Regions from separate parts of the Zea mays genome. Here region 1 is linked to region 2. A link is a contact called in public Hi-C data. All regions are on one chromosome and are shown on one strand. Each heading gives the region's core, a stretch centred on a gene start, on an enhancer-like site or on the middle of the called end of the contact. The rest is flanking DNA. Distances are from core to core; before and after follow the strand shown.

Region 1 (3,447 bases), core at 278-2,777, 190 kb before region 2:
ACTGGTGGGAGAGATTAAGTGACCAGCTGCAAGGTGTAGCCAAAGAGGGTCTTAATTCTCTAATTATTTTGGGGTTTTGGATCCTATGGAATCATCGGAACCGCTGTGTCACTGTGTGTTTGATAAAATCCCTCCAAATTTGGAGGCTGCCATTAAACAGGTGGAGGAGGAAGGGAAGCTGTGGAAGTTAGCTGGAGCAAAAAATCTAGCTCTTCTAACAATGAGGGTTCCTTGTTAGAGTGTTTATGGATTCCTTTGTGTATTTTCGTTTTTGGCCACCGTAAGGTGTGCTCGTCTTTGTACTGGTCCGTTTGGACCTTCTTTTTCTCTTCTTAATATAATGATGTGCAGTTCTCTTGCTCGTTCAAGAGAAAAAAAATGTAACAATTTTACACTAAAACCATCCAACTATCTTGGCCTGTCATCACCAGAGTTCAAGCTTGGAGGGTGCTTGATCATGATCTAAATGTATGAACTACATAGTAGAACCAGAATATTCACTTGTTTATTTTATACTAGTAATGAAAATTTGTGCAAAGGGGGTAACATTCAATGACTAGCCGAACTCCATGGAATTGATGTGGTACCATTGAGAAGGGACAATTTACCAGGCACATACCTTGATATTTTCCCGCTCATTGATCAGAGACTGGACATCGAGTGCCATTGCTCTCATTACACGGCCATTATCCTCCTCTAAAGAATCAAGTTTATCATCCACAGCTTTCGATTTACTATCCCAAAGAGATTCTGCAAACACAGTTCAAAATATATCAGCATACAACAGAAAAAAAATACAAGAAACTCCATTAACATCATTGGACAAGTAAATTGCCTTTTAAAGGGCCGTTTGGAATGTAGGAATTTCACTGGAATTAGTTTAAATTTCATAGAAGAACACAGGATATGGGGAAAATTCCAGCGTTCCAAACGGTGTCTAAGAATATAGTACAATCTTTTAATAAACATAATTCAATAAAAAGCATTAACCTCAAAGACTAAAGATAAATTATTAAACAATCGCAATTGCAATACTATCAATCGCGAATTACAAAATTATAACACGGGCAACTTTGATAGAAATAGGATTAGCCCTAACAGGAGATGACGACTAATAATCTCGAAACATACCAAGCCGCGCCAGCTGCTGCTTAAGCTGCTCGACCTCCAACCGCAGCTCCTCGCGGAAACCGCCGTCATCATCCCCGGCACTGGAGACAGAAGCGATCGGAGCGGCGCACTCCCGGACGTGGTCACGCGGGAGGGCGAAGATGACTGCGAGGAGCGCGGCTGCGACGGCCAAAGCGGCACAGGAACGGCGGACGCGTCTGGAGCTAGTACCGTGACGCCCGGACGCCAGGCTGAGGCCGAGGGAGACGAGGCGTAGCGGGAGGAGGAAGGCGACGATGATGGCGAGGAGCGCCGCGTCGGCAGTCATTGTCGTCCGTGGCACGGGGAAAGAGTCCCTGCTACAACTGCAATGGGTTTTGTGCGCGGTGGCCCAGTTGACCAAGCACACGCTCGGAATGTTTGAGGTATTCCCGTATCCACATAAGTTAAAGACTCAGATTTAGTGATTGTTTAGTTCGTGGTAATTATGTCATATTTTTTCTAAAGATTTATTGAGTTTGTTTGTTTTCATTTTAATCCATATAAATTGAAGTATTCATTTTAATCTATATAGATTAAAGTAGATTGAATCGATTTAAATCTCTACCAAGTCAAAATCCCTCCCAATTCATGCTATTTCCCTCCAATCCATGTTAAGGATTTGTGATTTCTTCGATTAGGGTGAGAATGAGGGGTTAGAGAAGATTAAATCTTTTTAGTCAAAATTGAGTAGAAGGGGCCTTCAATCCCCTTCGACCCCTTGCAATCGAATAGGTCTTTAGGTTTTATTTGGTCATGTCTAGATCGAAGGGAATTAAGGGAGATTAAATCCCCTTCTATTTAATTTTGATTATTACGAGAATTTAATCCCCTTCAATCTTCTTTGATCAAGATGCAATCGAATAAGACTTTAGGGAGTGTTTGGTTTCGACCTCTTAAACTTTAGTCACTTTAAGTTCCTAAATTACCAAACAGTGTGACTAAAGGAGGTCTTTCAAATAGAATTTCTAGGGACTAAAATTTAGAAGGGTGACTAAAAAACCAAACATCCCCTTAGTCGCTAACTATGTGTTTGGTTTGAAGTTAAAGTAGGATGAGGCAGGGTGACATGGCTACTTCAATTTTTTGGATCACACCGCCACCAAAAATTGCTCCGATGTTCACCTCACCCTCGCGTGACTCTCATCCAAACATTATAGAAAATATGGTCGCTCCTTCCATCACTCCTTGTACGTCCAACCAAACACATAATAAATTGCCAAACACAAGGACTAAAATAGAGAAAACATATGGTTTAGTCCATTTTAGTTCATGTGTTTGGTAATTTAGTGACTAAAATGAAGGGACTAAAGTTTAGTCTTGGTCCTACTTTTTCAGCTTCTGATTGATTTTGGCCATTAGAATCAACATTTGGCACCTAAACGTTTCGTTTCCATAGGGGTGTTTGGTTTCTAGGGACTAATTTTTATTTCATTTTAGTCCCTAAATTGCCAAACACAGACTAAATAAAGATAATCTATTTTTAGTCTTTGTGTTTAGTAATCTAGGGACTAAAAGAGACTAATTGTGAGGAAATAAAAATTAGTCCTAAGAAACCAAACACCCCCTTAGTCCAGTTACGTGAGAATCGATTATACAAAAATAGTCTAAATCAACGTAAATGCAGAATCCTATGTGTCATCGTCGTGGGGAAATCCACCATTTATTAGACCCTAAAGTGTGCAAGTTCGTTCATCTATATCTATATGCAAGCCTCATAATATCTAGATTCTCGTGATATTTAAGGGCCTTATTTGGTAGAGCTTTCACTTATTATGATTTCCTGTTAGAAGTGATTATATGAGACAAGTGATTTTGTGGTTGAAAGTGATTCTCAAATAAAACAATATAATAAACTCTATAGAAAGTGTGACTATATGGTAGGAGTGAATCAGGAGAATTAGCTTTTTTTAGCTCCCAGCCCTCGGTTTATTTTGAAGAATCACTTCATAGAATTCACTCTATGAGTCATTGTCAGAAAACTGATGTTTGGCTAAGCTATGCAGATTCACCCTGTAGAATCTAGGAGCGAAGCTTTGTCAAATGAGACATAAATTATCAAGGAATCTATATCTCATAAAAGCTCTTCAGAAAAAAGCTATAACAAATAGACCTAAGGCTATAAGACTAATTCTAGCCAACTGGTTTGTATCTACCACCACTTCAACAACTGATCAGCAGTCAAGGATCTATCGAAGGGGCGAGTAGGGATCCAGCCTCCTACCACTCCTAAGTCCGTTGAGTCCAAGTAAATCCCTTTCAAATATATGTGTGTATATAATATAATTTCATTATGTA
Region 2 (3,342 bases), core at 22-2,521:
CAAAGATCTTTTTTTTTCCGGCCCAATTCTTGGAGAACCCAACGGAAATAGCTTTGCCAGAACGGTAGAGCTAGCACAGCCAGCCAGCCAGCCTTTTCTTCGCTTCACATTGCCATGCCATTGCCAGCCATCTGTTTCTTTCAGGAAAGATGCCACTTGAAGAGATTCTCCTCGTTCTCCGGTCAAGTCTACCAGCACACGTTAGAAGGGTGCCGTGATTTTCAGGACCTTTGTCACCTGTGAAAATCACTCCGTGAAAGCAAGGCGGCAAACATCGGCGTCGAAACACGCCCACTGGTAGTACATACAAAGTTTTTAAAGCAGCGCTTAATGCTTCTTTTTCTTCTGACAAGCAAGGAGTTTCTGGTATTTAGGATCTGAAAACATCGAGCTTTGCACTTCAACGAAAAGTAATTGTCAAACTATATGCATGGTCCGGCCGCTTATAGAAATTTTATATATCATCACATCAGTATTTCGTAGATCGTTTATTATTATTGCAACAGTTATTTTTTACAGCAATTCATAATATGGTTCAAGAGAAGGGAGGAATTCAAGCAGGTACTTCTTCATTTCAAGACATGAAGTAAAAACGAACCAAGCAGATGTCTAGCTCGTTGGCGACACTTACTGCAGCTTTGTTCTGTTTCCCTTTGCTTGCAATAAAACAATGACCGCCCAATCCCTTCCCAGCAAATCATGCGCGGGCGGTACCAAACGGCTGATGGCAACAGGTGGACGAAACGAAAACCCCGGACTGAAAGCCATGGCTGCTCGTCAACGGCGACCAATCACCCCCATCCATCACCCTCCGCACAAAAGAAAAAAATATTAGTGCCACCACAACTCGACCACTTCTTCCAAGCACCCCCAACCCCCAACTAATCAAAACTTCACAAACATTAAAAAAAAGTACCATTATCCTTGTTTTTTAGTTGGGCACACGGCTACACTCGGAGTCTCAGATTATAAAATGGCTCTAAGGAGTCACTGACACATCTAACTATTTGATTTTCGAAGCAGCAGCTAATGGCACATTTTTCATCTACCATTTCACTGTAGAGAGACGCTAACCACCAATGTGCAGTGATATTCGGGCAGTAAAAAGCGGGGGAGGGAAGCCAAGAGCAACTCCAAGTGTGCGTGCGTGCGTGTGTGTGATGCGCGCACGCACATAAATACATGCGGCCTATAGCAACACGGGTATCCTAGTGGGAGTAGCGGTGGTATATAAATACTGCAAAAGTCGGCCACAAGCTCCAAGCCACGGCCCAATCGCCGGCCGACACTCACAAGAACCTGCCTCCCTCTGGATCGCTATCTCTTTTCTAGTGCCCAGGGAAAGCTAGCTAGCTCACAGTCACAGCTGAGCTGAGGGAAGAAAGCAAGGAGAGGGAGCCAGGGAGGAAGGGGAAAAACACGCGGAGAGGGTGAGCAAGAAAGAACCGAGGCGGATCGCCTTCTGTTCCTCCTGCCGGCTCCGCGAGAGGAGGCACTGCTCAGGTGAAATTTCGCTTTGTTTTGGTTGGGTGGGGTCTCGAGTTCCCTGTGGCGTTTGGTGGTGTGATTTGGAGCGGGATTGGAAGGGAAGGTGGTTAGGCTCTCTGCTAGTTTAGGTGAGGCGGTTTGGTTGTGGCGGTCAAATTGTTTTCAGGGATGAGCGATTTTGGGGTCACATGGTTCACGATTCCGGCTGTGTTCCGTGTTCAGGTTCAGTTCAGAGGTGTTCTTGAGTCCAGTCTAATTCTTTCGTAAAAGTCGATCCCTTTTTCAGGCAGGTGCTGCAACTGATTCCAGTTTTCACGCACAAAGATTCCACCTTTCTCCAATCCTATGTTCATCGTATTTGATCTGCAGCGACGATAGGAGTTCCTGTTCAGAGCAAGAGACAGAGAAATCGTTTAATAATAATCGTTACAGTGCTCTCGGAATCTTTATCGTGTTCGGACTGAGATGCCCAGAAAGGCAAAAAGAAATCTAACCTTTCTTTCAGTCCCGTGATTCCTACAGGGGGGAAGAAAGAGGTGGAACAACGCCCCGGGGCAGAGCAGAGATGATGCGGGAGACGTACATGGACGTGCTGCCGCCGGTGGACCACATAGCCGCACGGAGCAACTGGTTCCCGGCGGCGGCGCGTCTGTGGACGGCGGCGGAGAACAAGCAGTTCGAGCGGGCGCTCGCCGGGCTCGACCTCTGCCGCCCGGACTGGGAGGAGGTGGCGCGGGCCATCCCCGGCCGGACGGTGCGCGAGGTCGTCAGCCACTTCAAGCACCTCGAGGTCGACGTCCAGCAGATCGAGAGCGGGCAGGTTCCCTTGCCGGCCTACGGCGGCGGGGCCAGCTCGTTCACCCTGCAGTGGGACGGCTACGGCCCCGGTCCGGGGGACTTCAGGCACGGGTACCGCTTCGCCGGAGGCTGCGGGAGGCGGCACCACGGCCGCACGCCGGAGCAGGAGCGGAAGAAGGGCGTGCCATGGACGGAGGAGGAGCACAGGTGAGTGAGTATATACGCCATACGATACGACTTCCGCGTTCCGTTCTGTTCTGAGAAAGCGATTGCTCTGCGTCATGCGGATGACTGGCGAGAGCTTCCATCTCGGCGGATAGTTGAATCTCACCATCATTCCATCCATAGGGCTTACATCACCTGAGTAGATTTGCAACTTGCAGTTAATCAACTATCAACATTTAATTGCATTTAATCCGGGGGAATTTTCGATTTTCTTTATTGAGTAGAGATCTGGCTCTCTTAAACAGTCAGTTACTGAACAGGATCATCATGTTTCTGTTCTTCGGCCAGGTTGTTCCTCCTAGGCCTGAAGAAATACGGCAAGGGGGACTGGAGGAACATATCGCGCAACTTTGTCCAGACCAGAACGCCTACTCAGGTGGCCAGCCACGCGCAGAAGTACTTCATCAGGCTCAACTCCGGCGGCAAGGACAAGAGGAGGTCCAGCATCCACGACATCACCACGGTCAACCTGACGGACGACCAGCCGCCCTCGCCGTCCCAGTCCTCCCTGATCACCAGCCAGTCGAACGCACCAGCTCCATCTCCAGCTCCGGCTCCAGCCGCGGGGATATGCCAGGTCCCATTGGCGGCCGACGTCAAGCGACACGGTGCCGGAACTCTGCCCTTCAGCTCACCGAACCGGACCTCTGCGGTACCGGCCTACAGGATGGAGTTTCATGACCAACAAGGCCTGCAGTGTGGCCCTCTGCATGATCAGTTGCTCGCCAGCCAGAGCGTCCTGTTCTAGGCGCGGTGGCAGCCCACCCTGCGCCATGGATCGACCAGGTGCCTATTGTATAATACTTGTGGTATCGCTGTAGCTTCAGCGCC

What was found. A called contact is a pair of places that touch in the nucleus more often than the background predicts.
Region 1: a contact with region 2 is called in a Hi-C map of leaf mesophyll, with 2.0 times the contacts expected there. The contact joins the promoter of LOC100276622 here to the promoter of LOC100191782 in region 2. A contact is called at or near these places in 5 of 25 Hi-C or Micro-C datasets (bundle sheath, ear, endosperm and 2 more).

Annotation. Positions count from the first base shown.
Region 1 is chr8:14,393,487-14,396,933 of Zm-B73-REFERENCE-NAM-5.0, reverse strand. It overlaps LOC100276622, which reads right to left and starts at 1,527. Exons shown (of 6, transcript NM_001165437.2): 1 at 1,132-1,527; 2 at 620-750. The coding sequence starts at 1,438.
Region 2 is chr8:14,203,728-14,207,069 of Zm-B73-REFERENCE-NAM-5.0, reverse strand. It overlaps LOC100191782, which reads left to right and starts at 1,271. Exons shown (of 2, transcript NM_001137207.1): 1 at 1,271-2,493; 2 at 2,800-3,342. The coding sequence starts at 2,054. The coding sequence ends at 3,259.